Regions from separate parts of the Mus musculus genome. Here region 2 is linked to region 1. The links are chromatin contacts, called in public Hi-C maps. All regions are on one chromosome and are shown on one strand. Each heading gives the region's core, a stretch centred on a gene start, on an enhancer-like site or on the middle of the called end of the contact. The rest is flanking DNA. Distances are from core to core; before and after follow the strand shown. Region 1 has its middle 21 kb from the start of Slc2a3. Region 2 overlaps Foxj2 (forkhead box J2).

Region 1 (6,015 bases), core at 1,208-3,707:
AATAAATCTTAAAAAAAAAAAGAAATGTAAATAAATAAAATAACCAATAAAAAAAAAAGGACTTCTGTGACTGGCCTTCTAAGGAGAGGCTGTAACTGTCCCTCCTTAGAAAGGTGTTGAGCTATCTCCACCTGTTGAGTAATGGGTCAGCAAGAGGAAGTAAAAACCCTTTGTCACAGGTTCAGGAAAAGGGCCTGGTGCTTTGCAACAACATTGCAACAAGGGTAGCATGTTGTTGTCCTCCTCTCTGTCTGTCTGTCTTACTGTAAAACTATGGCTGCCCTGCCTGATACTCACGTGCAGACCAGGCTGACCTTGAACCTACAGCTTTGAACACTCCTGTCTCTGCTTCCCAGGTGTTGATAGGCAAATCTTGAAATGCCCTTCCTACGAGTCATCTTTGTGTCCTTCTCTTAGATTGTTTTTCCTAAACACACACACACACACACACACACACACACACACACACACACACACACACACCAGACACACCACACCAGACACACACCACACCCTCTGTGGGAGGACAAATCTACTGTTCTCAGCTCCCATCTTTCATTAGGCTCAATGGTCCGAGTTTACATTTTCTTTTATGAGTCTATTGCAGGAATTCACATCCTGTCTGCCCAAAGGCAGCCTTCCAGTCGCTTTTACAACCACACCATGAGACTTGGAGTGCCTGGTTTTTAAAACAGAGCCTTTAATGTCTGTGCCCCACCCCCACCCCCCAATTCTTCGGAAAATTCCTTTCAGTCCCACCTGGCTTTCTACTCAGCTGCAATTGAGTCTTTAAGTGCTTCTTTTCCCTGCAGCTTTCCTCAGGAAGGAAAAAAGAAAAAGAGAAAGAAAGAAAGAGAGAGAGAGAGAGAGAGAGAGAAAACAATTACCTCTCAGAAAGGATTAGTCAGTGAATCCAGTTGTCTTGGTGGGGGCTGGGGGGGGGGAGCATCCAAATACTGCGCAGAGATGAAAAATAAGTTTAACTCGTTCCCCATTTTAACTGTGTACGGTCCATAAGAAATACCTCCTATCTGCTAATATATGAAAAAGTAACTGAGAAAAATGTCACAGGAAGACATTTACATCTTAAACCTGGTTCTTTTTTTCCTTGTTCTAATTTTTCAAGGCAGGGTCTCAAGATGTAGCTTTGGATATCCTGCAATTCACCACATAGACCTAGTTGACCTCTAACTCACTGATCCTCCTGCCTCTTCTCCAGAGTGCTGGGATTAAATGTTTGTGTCAATCCGACCAGCTTCCTGATACATTTTAAAAGATATAAGGAAGCAAAATTGAAGGAAAATTGGATTTATGTACGACTTGTCCAAAACAGAGAATGATGCCTAGTTTTTCTCCGCCATTTCTGTAACAGGTGTAAATTTTACAGAAGTGATGAAACAAAGGCCAGGAAATAAGGGTATGATAAAGTTGTCAGATCCCTGTGAAATCTTTCCCGGTAGGCAAAGTGCCCCGTCCTAACCCCCACCCCACCCCCACCACCGTCCCTTAACCCTCCTCACCAGGGGATCTGCACCCCACCTCCACCCTCAAACGCTTGGGAGTCCTGGGGAAATTTTAATTCTTTGGTCCATTGTTTGAATAGGTTGATAGCTAAGGGGAGGAGCTGGTGTCTCTCCCAGATTATCTCCTCCTGCTGGGTCCGTTACAAAAGCCTACAGTCGCTCGAATGCCACCGAACAATGACCGGGTAACCTCAGTGAGAGCATGCTGCAGGAGAATGTTCTAAGAGTAAATTTGCACTCTGATGATTGCAGTGGGGTGGCACGGAGACAGGAGACTGCAGGCATCAAAAATTAGTCATCTACCCGAACAGCTGGAATGGGTGAACGCTTTTGCACGCGTAGTATATGTAAAGCTGACTGAAATAAAAAGAAGCAGGCAGCGTGGGAAACGTGAGCGACCTGGTGTGCTGCACGACGAAGCCGAATGGCCTGCGGCAAAATAGATGGACAGGTGGGGAGACTGCCGGGCGCAGGTGGGGCATTCGCCCTCGCCCTCGAGGCAGACTCTGGCGTAACCTGCTGCTCCACAGAGATGCCTCGGATTCCTGACAACTGCACTTTCTCAGCCCCATCCGGTGGGCGCTGGCCGACCCCGCCCGGCAGAAGGGACGTGCGTATTGGCACGGCGCCCGGCAGCCCCCGCGGTCCCTGAGTCGCTTGGATCTGCCTCCCCAGCTCGCTGACTCATTCGCGCATCCTGCAGTGTTCCGCTCCTTCCCTTGGTCCTCACGTTCCCTTGACGTTTTTGGTTGACTTGTCGGGAGGAGGCGGGGGTGGGGGTATTAAAAAGAAAGAAACGGACTGGGAAAGGCGGAGGGTGAATTTAGAAGTAAAAGGTAGGGTGGGCTGCAGACCACCAGGAAGAAGGAAAGGGTGGGCCTGGGAAGGATCAGATGTGTGTGAGCATGCGCAGAGCGTTGGGTCACCCTGCACCATCCGCAGCGAACTGCGCCACTGTGGCACGATCGACGACCGACGGAAAAGAACAGCCCTGCACATTAGGGCTATACATTTTGTGCTACTTGCTATTTAGGCGTGCGTCGGGGTCGAAATAAGCAGAAGAAAGTAGAAATAAGGGCTTTCTGGTGCCTGCCTCGCCGTCCTAACATCCGCCGTACTCTACCTTTCTCTGTGCCCCAAACCAAGGAAGCACGTGAACGCTGCTTGCATGCATTTAACCCTTAATGACATTTTAGGACTTTGGATAGACATGTTCTTCATAACACCAGTCGCGGGACATAATCTGATGTGTTGTAAATTGGCATTAGAAAATCTAAGCATGTTATCCTTTAAACACATCTTGAGCTGGGATGTTTAACCTAAGTGCTTCAGTCTCTGACCCTCACTTCTCCAGCCTGAAAAGGGAATATTACCCATGAGAAAATGAGGAACTCCCTGCTGAGTCTGTTGGCCTTGGCCCATGCTCAACAGTTATCTCCCTACATTGGTCTTTGGTTGGGTCTATGCAGACTGTTTGCTACCTTTTAAGCGCGCGCGCGGGGGGAAGGAGGTGTTCACAAAAAATGACTAAGGTGGGTGTAAAGAAAACCTAAGGACAATTCATCAACTAATCTTCAGCCACCTCTCCTCCAGTCCCAGTTTTTCCCTCACTAATGACATGGATGACAGCAGTATACTCAAAGTGACTTCCTCTCAGTGCTTACTCTCCAGTAAAATCTAAAGCTGCCTGCAGGCCCCGGGGGAACCTGGAAAACCAGCCTCTAGGCCCAGTGCCCTTAAGTAGGGCACTCTCACGGTGGCACTCCCGTGGATTCCTGTTACATGAAATGAAAGATATTGAGAGAGAGACTGAGACTGAGAAAGACTTTCCTGTTGAGTACGGTCGGTTGTCAGTCTTGGCTGGACCATTTTTTCATTCACAGGAAGTCCTCAGAGTTTCCCCGCTCAGAGGCATGTTCTTTGTCTCCAGCCTCTGCTACCACAGACAGTGCCTCCTTCCTTCTTCTGATCCCAGCCAATGACTGTGATCTCACAGCTTTAAGGTCCCATTTCATTTGCCTCATCTACAGTAAAACTCGGGAGTTGGTAACTTTTACTGCAAAGGGTCAGATTATGTAAGTGTTTTAGGGTTTGTGGACCACAGTGTCCCAAGAGCCTTGTTGCCTCACTGGCCTCTCTCTGTGGCCTCTCCATCTCCTCTGACCTGAGAGGCTCTCCAAACAGCCTGGGAATAGGGCCCTCACTGAGTACCAGGGGGGTGGCTCCTTTCCTGGAACTCGGTATCAGCTGTTTATCTGCAGCCTCCAGATCCCTAGCCTTGGAAGATGCTTCCTGTGGGAGTGGGAGGGGTCTAGAGAGGGTAATAGTGAGTGAGCATGACCAAACTACGTTATATACACAGATAATGTCACGGTGAGAGAGACCTGGATAGCTGATAACTACGAGTGTTCAAATGTGACTTCAGCGCTGAGGTGGAAATGGGCCACAGAGACCTCTTTTCTCCATGTGCTCTGGTCCTGGTGTTTTTGGGTTTTTTTGTTGTTTGTTTGTTTGTTTGTTGGGTTTTGTTTTGGCTTTTCGAGACAGGGTTTCTCTGTATAACCCTCCCTGTCCTGGAACTCACTTTGTAGACCAGGCTGGCCTCAAACTCAGAAATCCACCTGCCTCTGGGATTAAAGGCGTGTGCCACCACTCCCGGCTTGGTCCTGGTGTTTTATTACAGCACAAACAACCCTAGCTAAAACAGGTCTCTCCTGCTGTGATGTGTTGTTGTCTGTTAGTAAATAGAACTCATTAAACTGGGTGTGGTGCTCATGCCTGTAATCCCCTTGCCAGGGAGGTAGAACTAGGAGGATCAGAAAGGAGTTCAAGGCCGTCCTTAACTACTTGTCTAGTTCTAGGCCACTCTGGGCAATATGAGAACCTTATTAAAAACAAACAAACACAACAAGCCTTCATATGAAAGGGTGTTGACCAGAAAGTATCAAGGTAAGGTCTAAATAGAGAGCCATTGGTCAGGGCATGGGATTTAATAGACCATTTCTTTCCTATGAACTTTGTAAAGAAAACACTGGTGCTCAAATCTTTAATCCCTGCGCTTGGGAGGCAGAGACAGGCAGATCTACAAGTTCGAGGCCAGCCTGGTCTAAATGATTCCAGACCTGTCTCAATAAAAACACTAACAAGGAAAAACTAGATTGAAGCAGCCACTTAGGTATAATTGTGATAACATTAGATTTAAAAGTTATCCTCCAGCTGGCCTGTAATCCCAGCTATGAGGAGACTTAGGCAGAATAGCAGTTCAAAACCTGCCTAAGGAACACAGTGGGACCCCATTTCAAAAATAAATGACAATAGGAAGTCTGGCCTGGTGATGCACTTCTGTAATCCCAGCTTTCAGGAGGCTGAGCTGGGAGAATTACAATGTTGTCATGAGCCTGGGGTAGCCTTGGCTACATAGTGAGTTCAAGGTCATCCTGAACTACTTGAGACCTTGTCTTAAAAAAAATTAAAAATTAAAAAAGGTTGGTCAGGGTGGTGTTGGTCCTGTGGATCTCTGGGGGTTCCAGGCTAGCCAGGGTTACATGAGACCCTGTCTCAAACACGCACAAAAACATCAATGAAAAAAGATCTTAGGAGATACCTTGCTGTGGGAGATTCCCCAGTTATGTTCAAGACCCTGCTTTTTCAAGCCCATTACTAGGGAGAAAAACAAAAACAAAAAAACAACAACCATACCTGAAAGCTAATTTAAAATGTGCTTGTAGGCAAAAGAATTTTTCTGCATTTGAACATTTAAAGAATTGTAGGACAGCCAGGGCTAAACAGAGAAACCCTGTCTCGAAAAAAACAAAAACAAACAACAACAACAAAAAAAGAATTGTAGGATCCACCAAAAGGCAGGGACTATTACACACATTTCTTTTTACACACATTTCCAAAATCATTCCACAGTCATTCTATAAGTCTGCATATAAACCATTCCATTAAATGCTCAGGATATCTTGTTACACACCCATGAGATTTTGCAGATTTGTGTCAAAAAAAAAAAAAAAAAAAGTCAGAGAAACAGGATGAAGAAAACCAGGACAACCGGGAGCTGATGGTTGCATCTCTCGGCAACATAACAAGAAAACAAATTCCACAGGAGGGGAGTAGAATAAGGGAGAGACAGGACTGAGTGATGTAGCAGGTCGCTCCGGAGATTCAGAGGACCAGCTGAACGGTCCTCTTCGCACGTCTGCATTACGCAGCCCACCCCCCAAAAAGAAAGTGAGACGTCAGCAGGCGGGGCTTAGCTTGCTGGGAAGAGAGAAGAGATACTTTGGTTTCTGAGCCCGCCTCCTCCAAATATTTCTGTAACTGGCTGGTTCCATTGGAGGCTTGGGTCACTTGTGAGAAAGATGTATCCATTAAACAGTCTGATCTGCAACACAAAGTTCATGGCACTTGTAAGAGTATCTTCAGTAGGAATGCATGAGATCAGACAGTGATTCCTAGCACCGTGGCTGCCGTATTATATGGCACACAA
Region 2 (6,015 bases), core at 1,546-4,045, 70 kb before region 1:
CTATGAATAGAGCCAACACAAAACCATACACTCTCAACCACTAAACCATCTCTCCGAATCACTAAGTCTCTTTAAAAAATTATGAGATTTTTTTTTAAGATTTACTTATTATGTATATAATGTTCTCTCTGCATGTATGCCTTCATGCCAGAAGAGGGCACCAGACCTCATTCTAGGTGGTTGAGAGCCACCATGTGGCTGCTGGGAATTGAAGTCAGGACCTCTGGAAGAGCAGCCAGTACTCTTAACCTCTAAGTCATCCATGGTGTTTTCCTACATTTGTTTTCTGTAACTTAATCACACAGTTCTCATGTATGAACTCTGAGAGTGACATTATGCTGTAATGTCAAAATGTCGGACAAGCCTGGAGCTGGCTGTCGCTAGAAACCTGAGTAAATGTCCACAATGTCCTCACCTCACACAGTCTAATTTCTGACTTTGTTTCTGGCACTCTCTCCAGGTCCCCTCCCTCCAATCAATTAGCAATATGAGCTGTATTAATCTCCCAAGCAAATGGTAACACCTTAGGCTGCACTCTTGAGATCGATCCCTTAGGTTATAGAAAAAAGAAAAAGTAATTGCTGGCCACAGAGCCCAGTGTCCACACTCCTAACATTCAGGAGTCCAAGGTGGGAGGATCATTCAGGCCCAGCACTCAGGAGGCAGAAACAGGAGGATCTCTAAATTGGAGGCCAGCATGGGCTACAGAGACCTTGTTAAGAAGAAAGGAAAAGAGAAAGACTGAAACAGGAGAGGAGGATGGCAGAAGAGGCCTGGGAGGAGGAGGGAGCAGAAGGGGGGGAGAGGGAGGAACTTGTAACAGACCAAATCAGTGTTCAGGTTTTCTCTCAGTTGGGATGATAGACCTCAGAGAGAAGAGTTAATGTGACTGAGGCCCTGTATCCCTCATCACTCTGGCTAGCCCACGCTGCCTACAAAGGACTACCAAGGAGGCCACAAGGCCATCACGTGAACTCTCAGCCCCACCACAACGTCTACATGAACTGGGGCTGGAAAGAAGGGTAAAGTGCTTGCTATGAGATTGTGAGAACCAGAGTTCAGATCCCCAGCGTTCATGTAAGCGCTAGGTAGGTGTGCAGCCCACCTGGAATCCCAGAGCCCAGGGCGCAGAGATAAGGGGACTCTAGAGCAAGGTGACTAGCTGGACATGCCTAATGGGCAAGTTCTGGATTCAACTGAGCAACCCTGCATAAGGTGGAGGGCGGCTGAAGAAAACATTTGAACTGACCTCAGGCCTCCAAAGGCAAGCATATCTACACATTCACACAGACAATTGGACGGACACACACACACACACAAACATGCAAACACACATGCAAAATTGTGTGCCTCTGTGAAAGTGTGTGTGTGTGTGTGTGTGTGCGCGCGCGCGCGCAAGCATACATGTGTATGGTATGTTTGTGTGGTTAGTTTTTTGTCAACTTAACACAAGTTAGGGTCATCTAGAAAGACGGAACATCAATTGTTCAATTGAGAAAATGCATCCATCACACTGGGCAGTAGATGGGGTGGGGGACGACATTTTCTTGATTGATGATTGATATGGGAGGACCCAGACCACTGTGGGAAGTGTCAACCCTGGGCAGGTGGTTAAGAAAGCAGGCTGAAGCTCACCATGGTGGCATACATCTTTAATCCCAGCACTCAGGAGGTGAAGACAGGCAGATCTCTATGAGCTCAAGGCCACCCTGATCTACATAGTAAGTTCCAGGACAGCCAGGACTACATGGAGAAACCATGAAACTCAAGAAAACAGAGTAGGCTGCACAGCCATGAGGAATAAGGTGGCAAGCAGCCTACCCCATGGCCTCTGATCAGTTCCTGCCCCTCTTTCCTCTCCAGGATCACTCGGTCATGGCTGTTACCACAGCAACAGAAAGCAAACTAGAATAGTACACAGATGTGATCATTGCAGAGGGCTGAGGCACACCATCTCTCAGAAAGCCACCCAATGAGGACTTTAAGTCATTCTCAGTAACTGTGGAAGTTTGCCAATGGGGCAGATATTGGCTGCTGTTGGGAAAGCACTGTCTATTAACTGTGTTAGGTATGGTGATGGTGTGGTGGAAAGCTACAGGAGAGGCTCTCATCACTGTGATGCTTCCTGAAACTGCATTTGTAGAGAATGGCATGAGGCCTGGGAAATTCGCTCAACTGTTTCCACTTGGAACCAAGTTCAGTGGCAGGTCAAATAAGCTGAGCAAAATAAAGGTGAGTGACGGAGGCCAGGGGTTGTTTCTCATCTGTTTGCAATGTTTTATAATAAAAACTAACAAATAAAAAATATAGTAGCTTTAATCCCAGCACTCAGGAGGCAGAGACAGGCATTGCTCTGAGTTCAAGGCCAGGCTGGTCTACTTAGTGAGGTTCAGGACAGATAATGCTACACAGCAAGACCCTGACTCAAAAAGGAAAAAATAAGACAGGATAGAGCAGTAGGAGCTGGAGGTGAGGTTCAGTTGGCAGCCTTAGTCGTAGCTGAGCACTTGCTCCCACTGTATGAGCCCTGGTTCCATCCCCAGTACTAAACCAGATGTGACGGAGCACAGCTGTAATTCCAGCAGTCGGCACCAGACAAGGATCATTCAAAGTCATCCTTGGCTACATAGCAAGCGCAAAGCCAGCCTGGGATATCTGTAATTCTCTCTCACCCTAACTAACTAACTAACTAACTAACTGAAAGAGAAAATTAAGTTGTTCTTATTATAAAGCATAAGGATTCTTGGGGAGAGGGTGCCACTACTGTCCCCTAGTGGTCATACTCTGAATGACTCGCTCACAGCTGGGAACTCATTACCCCTGGACTAGAGGTGTAGCCCAGTGGTAGAGCACTCTAACACACACAGCCCCTGGGTCAAATCCCAGGACTGGGGTGGAGGATGTGAGGGAAATCGCTGCCTTTGGATTGTCCTCTGATTCGTTTTCTGAAGATAATACCCTAGTGTGCCTCTGAGTCAGCTGTCTGTACCAAATAGTTTAGTCCTCTGACCAGTTTCATATATTAAAACGAGAAATTGGGAGCTGGCAAGATGGCATGTTCAGGTAAGTGCATCTGCTGCCAAACCCAATGCAAGTTTGTTCCCTGGGACTTGCGCATTGTAACATTTTTTAAAGACTACACACACACACACACACACAGAGAGAGAGAGAGAGAGAGAGAGAGAGGGGGGGGGAGAGAGAGAGAGAGAGAGAGAGAGAGAATGTAATCTCAAAAAAAAACAAAAGACAGAAAATAGGGAGAGAAGAGAACATTACCACTTGACAGTATAAGAAACTTTCAGTCCCAGCAACCAGAAGGGGGAGACATGCAGATCTCTTTACGTTCAAAGCCAGCCTGATCTACCTAGCAAGTTCCAGACCAGCCAAAGCTACAAAGAGGGACCCTGTGTCAAAGAAAAAGAGGAAAGAAAAAAAAAAAAAAAAAAAAACAAGGATGTCCCCGCCTGTCCCACTGCAGACTCACCGTGCTGGGAGGAGGAGGACCGCTCCAGCATGGACTTGTAGAGGTTGCGGAAGGACCAGCTTAGGTCCTGAAAGTTGATCTCTGAGTAGGAGAATTTGAAGTCATGGTTGGTGTTGTAGAGGGGAGGGGCGCCCTCTGTGCTCTCCTGGCCTGGGGCCCCTGCTGCCACTGCTCCACCATCCACAGACCCTGGGCCCTGCAAAGACAGGTAAGAACGGTGACCTAAGCCTTCTAAGCAGCATAACCCACCAGGGTCAGTCAGGTCTGTCCTCTTCACCGTCTCCAGCTGGCCAATGGCACAGCATCACCGGCTCTTCCCGCTCTCATTGGCCATCTTGAACCTGGCTTCTACATCACTCTCCATTTCTTTTCTACAAGCCCTTCCCTAGTGCACCTCCATGCCTCTCTGCACCTCCTTCCTTCTGGCTGGGTTTTCCTCCTTTGCTTTTTCCTTCTTTCCCAATCTATCTGCCTAGCACATGACAAGGTACTCAATATGCAAGTGAACGGCGTGATATCCAAACCCACTGAACCATCCGTCCAATTACCCTATGCTTGTCATCTCAGCTTCCTACCTGGCTGTAGTTGGCCACGGAGGAGGGGCTCTGAAGTGACATCTGAGGAGTCCCCTCGTGAGAGAGTGAGGCTTCTCCACTCCCTGGAACACCTCCCCGGGGGCTTTTGCTGGCTTCCTGCTCTGGGGAGTCTTGGGATAGCTGAGAATTGTGAAAGAAGAGAAAAGCTGTATGCAGGGTGAGGCACCCACCCACGAGCCAGCTTGTGGCTCCACCTTGCTGGTGCTAACCCGCATTTAGTCACAGAAATGACTAAAATCCAAGAAAGAGCTCTCCCAAAGAAGAGAGCACTTACGTCATCATCTGGAGGGTGTCTTCTCTTCCGGGAAATGTCAGGGCAGGTGTCAATTGTCCAATAGGAGCCCTGGAAGGGGAACCCAACCCCACGGGAAAGAGAAGCATTACCTATAAAGTTCCTGTTGGAAAGAGCCTCTAATAGCAGTCATGCTGAAAATGGGGTGGGGCTCGGGAATGTAGCTCAGTGGCAGAGTGTTTGCCTAGCATGGTGTTGGATTCCCCAAGACAGAATAGAAGAGAGGAGGAAGGAAGGAAGATCAAGCAAGAGAAAAGAGAAAAAGGAAAGGGAAGGAGGGGAGAGAGAAGACGCCAGGCTAGACCTCCTGACGGAATCCCAAGGGAGCTGAGTGCTAGCGAGGAGTAAATCTGCCCTCGGAGGTCACAGAGCAGTCCAAACACTAGCTTCAAACGTTCCAAAGGGGCAGAAGACTAATGTCAGAGACTATGTCAGAGAGCTGAGAAAGGCCAGAAAACCTGGTCCCTTCCCCTACGACCTGAGGCAAAAGTGCCTTAAGCGTTAGCATCTGTCAAATGGGAAGAACCTCTCCCTTCTCCCGTTAAGGTCAGGCCTGAGACCACACAGAAAAGCTTCCGAAAGGTTAGCGAGCAAACTGGCGATGTTGGTACACACCAGTAATCCAGCACTCAGGAGGGACTAAGGCAGGAGAATGACAAGTCTGAGGCCAGTCTGGGCTACACAGTAAAACCTGTCTCAAAAACAAAACAAAACAAAACTAACTAAGCCAACATTTTACATGTAGAAACAAGTGCTTCTCAAAAGAAAGGGGGTCCCGCCAGCCTGGGCTACAGAGTGTGAGACTCTATCTTTAAAAAATTAAAAGGCTGGGCATAAGGACATGCCTTTGCTATTTGTTTAGTTTTGTTTTTTTTTTTAATTTTTTGAGACAGAGTCTCTCTCTAAGGCCCTGGCTATCCTGGAACTCTTTATGAAGACCACACTGGCCTCATAGTCACACAAATCCACTTGTCTCTGCCTCCTGAGTGCTGGGATTAAAGATGTGTAATACCACACCTATACTGATGTATGTCTTTAATCCCACCACTTGAATCTATGAGTTGGGGTTAGCCTGGTCTACATATAAAGTTCCAGGTCAGCCAGGTCTACATAGTGAGAAGAAAGAAAGAAAGAAAGAAAGAAAGAAAGAAAGAAAGAAAGAAAGAGAGGGAGGGAGGGAGGGAGGGAGGGAGGGAGGGAGGGAGGGAGGGAGGGAGGGAGGGAGGGAGAGAGAGAAAGAATCTCAAAGACAACTCCATCATAAACATTCCTATTAAAACAAAAAGATTTCATAGTCTTCCTTAGTCTCCCACTCTAGGAAAGACCCAGCAGCTTGGCAGCCATGCTCTTCCTCTGAGGAAAACACAACGATGCTTCTAAAGCTAACATGGTTTCCTCCCTGGTCATCAGCACAGCCACCGGACTCTGAGTGTCACCTCTCCTTCCTCCTCCCTTTGATTCCTGCAGCAGCGACTCACCTTCCCAGGGTCATCCCGAGGTCTGGGCACCTTCCGGAAACACTTGTTAAGGGAAAGGTTGTGTCGAATGGAATTCTGGGGAAACAAAGAAGCAAGTTAGGTCTGAGCATTGGGTATGCCCCAGTGTTCCCCAAAGGGACACAGAAGAACATAGTTCCAGGGCCC

What was found. A called contact is a pair of places that touch in the nucleus more often than the background predicts.
Region 2: a contact with region 1 is called in a Hi-C map of muscle stem cells, with 2.3 times the contacts expected there. The contact joins two enhancer-like sites. A contact is called at or near these places in 2 of 39 promoter capture datasets (the C10 cell line and embryonic stem cells), 3 of 484 Hi-C or Micro-C datasets (CD8 T cells, cerebellum and muscle stem cells), 6 of 115 datasets of contacts at active chromatin or transcription factors (CD8 T cells, embryonic stem cells, extraembryonic endoderm stem cells and 2 more) and 3 of 9 other capture datasets (adipose tissue, liver and pancreatic islet).

Annotation. Positions count from the first base shown.
Region 1 is chr6:122,760,948-122,766,962 of GRCm38.p6, reverse strand. It overlaps a transcript of Slc2a3 not described here. Among named protein-coding and RNA genes, the nearest start is that of Slc2a3, 21 kb to the right of the region's middle. RefSeq lists an enhancer at 72-2,934. Within about 2 kb of position 2,457, at least 236 of the 459 cell types and tissues checked have an H3K27ac peak or open chromatin away from gene starts, as enhancers often do. A contact at or near this core is called in muscle stem cells and trophoblast stem cells, where this site is marked.
Region 2 is chr6:122,831,346-122,837,360 of GRCm38.p6, reverse strand. Foxj2 (forkhead box J2) reads right to left here. Exons shown (of 11, transcript NM_021899.3): 3 at 5,851-5,925; 4 at 4,355-4,423; 5 at 4,060-4,200; 6 at 3,485-3,680. Mir7231 (microRNA 7231) reads right to left here and starts at 5,984; the gene lies at 5,924-5,984. Within about 2 kb of position 2,795, at least 12 of the 459 cell types and tissues checked have an H3K27ac peak or open chromatin away from gene starts, as enhancers often do. A contact at or near this core is called in muscle stem cells and trophoblast stem cells, where this site is marked.